Linked DNA regions of Acanthopagrus latus: region 1 is linked to region 2. A link is a contact called in public Hi-C data. All regions are on one chromosome and are shown on one strand. Each heading gives the region's core, a stretch centred on a gene start, on an enhancer-like site or on the middle of the called end of the contact. The rest is flanking DNA. Distances are from core to core; before and after follow the strand shown. Region 1 holds the start of LOC119017704 (trans-1,2-dihydrobenzene-1,2-diol dehydrogenase-like). Region 2 holds the start of nptnb (neuroplastin b).

Region 1 (2,700 bases), core at 62-2,561, 140 kb after region 2:
AATAGATTCATGTTCTCCGAAACAAAAATAGGTTGCACTGTCCGCTTTTTCAAGGATAGGACAGAGAGAAAGGCCTTTGTGAGTCAGCAAAGAGCACGCCTCATTTAATACTTGTTCCCAACCTTTTGGGCTCACAGGGATCCTAAAAAAAATGGAGGTTGTCTGGGTTCATGCAGGATGCAGTCTTTGAATGCAAAATGGCACATTTTAATTCATCAACATTATTTTTGCCTATTTTATTTCTTTTTCCTGAATGACTACAGAATGCTGCACATATTTCTCTATACGTGTTGTCCTGTTTCTGTGCCACAACTCTACCCCATCACATGTACTGATTTTAATACAGGGGTTTCATACACGGACCATCCAGGCTTATGCAATATGATGAATATCAGCCCGGACAAAGTGACAGGTCCCTCTACATGTCTGCTTTTGGGAAGGCCGTTTTGTGGCTGACCTCTAACAAGTTTTGGTCACTGCATGAAAAAAAAAAAAAAAAATATGTCACCCTGAAAAAAAGAAGCACAAGAGATGCAGTGCAGAGTAAAAAATATCAGTGTGTTATTTATTATTATTTTTGTTCTTCTTATTATTAGGTAACTTCACTTAACACACAGGAAATTGTCAGTGAAGCACGATACAGAACAATTCACATTATTAGTGAGTAGTACCATAAAAATAAAATGCAGACTGAGGTACAAATAAATAAATAAATAAATAATAACTGTAAAATAGCAGATAGTATACAATACTAATACTAATACTACTACAATTATTAAATAATAATAATAATAATAATAATAATAATAATAATAATAATAATACATCTTATTCATACAGTATCTCTCATACATGCAGCTCAAAGTGCTTCACACAGACAAAAACAAAAACATAAAACACATGAAAAACATATCATATAAAATATATATAAATATAAATAAATAAATAACTGTAAAATAGTAAATAGTAAATAACGAAATTACTGGATAATAATAATAAAAAAATTTTGTTCACACAGCACCTTTTATACATATAATGTGACTCAAAGTGCTTCACACAAACCAAAAACATAAAACATAAGACATAAAAAATATTTATTATCAAATATATAAATGACAGTAAAATAAAAATAACTGTAAAATGGTTAATAGCAGACAAACGATTAAATAATAATAATAATAATAATAATAATAATAATAATAATAATAATAATAATAAATCTTATTCAAATAGCAACTTTCATACATCTAATGCAGCTGAAAGTGCAAATCAAAGAAAAACAAAATAAAATAGAACAAAAGTTATATTTGTCTCATGATCATTATCTGGAGGTCACGTTTCTGCTTCTGTTAGCACAAACCATCATCATCATCATCATGGCCACATCATGATGTTTGTTTTTGTGCTACGTCACACAGTCAAAACTGATGCGGTGGCGCCACCTTGCGGCGGGGAGCGGCCGCTGTGGCCGGCACCGACACCCAATCAGTGTCAGTCCAACATGGCAACCAGGTGGGGGATCTGCAGCGCGGGGAAGATCAGCCACGACTTCACGGTGGCGCTGAAAACTCTTCCTCCCGGGGACCACCAGGTATCAGTATGAGTGGACGCGTCGACACGTAATGCACCTCATGTTTCAGAAGGCGGGATGTCGGAGAGAGACGTCGAGGTTTGTTCGAGCCGCCCCGCCCGGGCGCAGGTGTCAGCAGTTTGTGACGCGCTGAAGTTCACACCGTCAAAACCAGGCCGGAATGAAACGCTGGACATGTTGTAAGCTGGAGCTCTGAGGAGTTAAATATCAACTTAATGTGACATCAGGAAGTTTAAATCCGAAGGAGGCTTAAGTCTGCAACATGTCGAGCACTTGGACCGCCTTTTGTTTTTTTTACCGTAAAGATGAACAAAAATGGGCATCTAGTTTTGGTTTATTAATGCGCCCTTACACAACCAACCAAATGTTTTTATTTTTACTATTAATGCATCAAAGAATGAATTGAAGCAGCTTCAGATTATTCACCATTAACTGATTTACCACACTAAAAGGAATTGGCAGACAAATGTATTCACAAATGTAGTTGAAAGTGACAATTAAGGTGTTCAGCAATGAATTAAAGCAGTTATTAAAGGTGAGTTCTATCTCAGCGATACACACATTTATTAATTAAGTCATGCAGAAAGTGTGATATGTCAGTATGGATGTCATATGGGGAAGAGAACATCATCTGCAGTCAGACAGCCCTCACATCAGCCTCCGGTCAAGTTTACAGACTAACAACAGGTTCAGTACCACATTAGGGTCTTTCATTAAGGTGGAACGAAACCACCTCAATAAACCAGGTCTACAAAGTGTATTCACAGGTTGTGGCTGTGGCAGCTCGCAAGTTAGAGGATCTGAAGTTCACACCATCAAAACCAGGCCGAAATGAATTGATGGAGAGATGTAATCTGAGGCTCTGAGGAGCTCAATAACACCTACACATGACATCAGGGAGTTTGAATACAATGGAGGCTGCAGTCTGCAACATGTGGAAGACTTTGACCTCCATTTGTTTTTTATCAGAATCAGTATTCCTTTATTAACTCACAAACGGGAAATGTGTTTTACACAGCAGCCAAATGACTCAGAAATAAATTAAAAGTTATTAAAGATGAGTTCTATACCAGCAAGACACACATTTTTTGTTTTTTACCATTAATATC
Region 2 (2,700 bases), core at 120-2,619:
TAGTGAAAAATCACTTCATTTTTGGCATGCACACCTCAAACAATAGCACAAGTCAGTTAGTGTTAGTCAGATCAATATTAGCTGCCCGGAGGATTCCACTTATGTCGATATAGCTAATACAAAAGGCACAAAAAATGTTTCCAGGTTAGAAAAATGAAATACTATTTTCAAGATATAAAAAGTTGAGAGTAAGAGAACAGTACTGACTGAATTTCCCAGAGCTGCTGGCGGCCATTTCATCTCCGATAAAAAAAAAACAAACACAAAATGTGCCAAAGTGAAACCATCACTTTCAAGGAATAGTTTGACATCTTTGCCTTCTTGCTGTGAGTTATATGAGAAGATCGATAACACTGGATGTCTCTCCAGTAAACATAAAGCTTGATTCAGCAGCCAGTTGGCCAAACTTAGCATAAAGACTGAACAGACGGGGAGAGGAAACCAATTTTTCACCTTTCAACAGGAGTTACAAATGCCAGCCTGTTTCATGCAGTAATTTCCTGGGGTTTTCTGCTGGTTGACTGGCTACTTCTTGCATATAAGAAATAGCTCTGCACATAACCACCCATACAACATCAAAGTATCATATTTACATTTGGGTTTTTGTATGGATCAAACAAACAAAGATCAGAGATGACTTAGTGTCCTTTTAGAGAAGGGGGTAAGCTGATCCTGTTGCCTTCGGACAAAGCCAGGCTGACTGTTTTCCCCTATTCCAAGTCGTTATGCTAAGCTAAGCTAAGCTAAGTTAAGAGGCTGCTGGCTGCAGCTTCATATTCACTGGACAGACATAAGAGTGTTATCGACCTTGACATAAAGCTCTTGGCAAAAAAGACAATCAAGCATATATCCCAAAATACTGAATTATTCCTTTAACGAGATTAAAAACTGACACCATGGCGCACTGAAGTATGAGATCAACACTGACACAACAACGGTTACATATTCACTGATAATACAGAAAAAAATATAAACCCTGTTTGCAATAATGTCCATATTAACGGCAACTTCATACAGACCGTTTAAAACCTATGACCAACTTGTATGAGAAGGAAAAAAAACAACTCTGAAACAGCACTTATTGACAATTGTTATGAAGACTCTTAGTAGAGCCTGTTCAAGGTATTTACAAAGTGTCCATGCCAGCTAATGGCAGGTGTGGTGGGCGGTGTAAGTCCTCTCATGATGTCCTGGTCCGTAGAGAGCTCATCCTGAGCACAGTGAGCTCGGCTACATCTGCATCCTGCATCTCCACCTCTTGCTGGCAGCTTTCTCTGATTACATACACTACGAGACCCACACAGATGACAATGAGGAGGACTATGCCTATAACCTGGGGTACAAAGAGCAGAGCAACACTTCGTTTAGTAAACACCCACAGATAACGTGTATTTTTGATTTTAAAAAGTCTATTAAGAGAGCCTATATTAGTAGTTTTCCTGGTAATGACTTTACGTTTCATGGATATCTACTCTCTCCAGCACATACTCTGTGAGAAACGAGTCTCCACGCAACCATCCTACATAATCTTAAGTAAAAGCAGTAGAAAATATTCAACTCACCTGAGAAAAAACAAACAGCTGCTGCGAGCGGAGCATTAGTTCTTGTGGGGTGACATCTCCCTCACTAATTGGCTCGCACCACTTCTGCGGAGCTGCCTTGTCAACTAGTACAAATCTACCCTCCCAGTCTGTCATAGCACAAGCAAAGTATTGGCCATCGAGGAACAACAAAATCAGCCACACGATAGCAGGCACGAAACTGGAAAGGGAAACAGTTTTCCTGCACCACGTATCACATCTGCATCCTTGAATGATCAGCATCAAGGTAAAGGCCATGACGGCAGGAATGATGAAGAATGCTGATGAAAACACTCCGTTCCATGTAGGGTTGCAAGGACACTCAAACTCCAGCTCCACCAGCTTCTCTAGTCCCATGAGGATAAATCCAAAAGCCACATTTGATACCAGAGGACTGTTGCTAAGTTCATTTTTCAGCCTGGTAAGCCATTGTTGTCTACTTTCCATACTAGATTGACCGAAAAATGAAGACAGTCGTTGTAAAAAGCCCAAAAGAGGGTCCACCGTTGTGAACACATTGGCAACAGCTAAGTGATGCGTAATTAACGCATCCAGGGGTAAGTTTTCCCCTCGGGCAAAATGCCACACTTCCACTCTGATTGGTTTCGAACAAAGGAGGGTGTGCCGTCTGCTCTGACACCGCTCGAGCTGATTGGTCCGTGTGAAGTTTCAGGTGGGGTTACATTTTAAATGTGCTCTCCCATGGACAAACTGGAGGGAGGGCTGTAAAGTGGAGGGAAGTTTGTTCTGCAGCTGAGCACAGACTGGCCATTAGCAGAAGTCCGGCAAAAAAAAAAAAAAAAAAGTGCACAGAGGGTGCAGGGATACATCAACAGGCGAGCTTCTTACATTGTAGAGTCAAGTTACAAGCCCCGAATATTCACTCAAACTAAACAACAGAGAGGAATGTTTAAAATGTACTCTCACGATGAACTAAAGCAACACGTCTGTATTCACCTCATGATGCCACGAGGCAAATTCTGAATGTCTTGAAATACTCAGGTGGTTTTTTGGGGGGGGTTCATTTGTTTGTAGTTGTCTGCAATAAAAAGAAAAAAAGAATAAGATGCAAGCTGACTCTCTTCAGTTTACCTCCACCGGCCACATGAGGTCGCCCATG

Evidence for each region. Hi-C and Micro-C count contacts between places; a contact is called where the count stands out from the background.
Region 1: a Hi-C map of muscle shows a contact between it and region 2, with 6 times the contacts expected there. The contact joins the promoter of LOC119017704 here to the promoter of nptnb in region 2. A contact is called at or near these places in 2 of 4 Hi-C or Micro-C datasets (liver and muscle).

Annotation. Positions count from the first base shown.
Region 1 is chr4:29,851,915-29,854,614 of fAcaLat1.1, forward strand. LOC119017704 (trans-1,2-dihydrobenzene-1,2-diol dehydrogenase-like) reads left to right here and starts at 1,312. Exons shown (of 7, transcript XM_037094597.1): 1 at 1,312-1,591. The coding sequence starts at 1,388.
Region 2 is chr4:29,716,391-29,719,090 of fAcaLat1.1, forward strand. nptnb (neuroplastin b) reads left to right here and starts at 1,370. Exons shown (of 10, transcript XM_037095415.1): 1 at 1,370-2,700. All of the region lies in intron 7 of rec114 (meiotic recombination protein REC114), which reads right to left.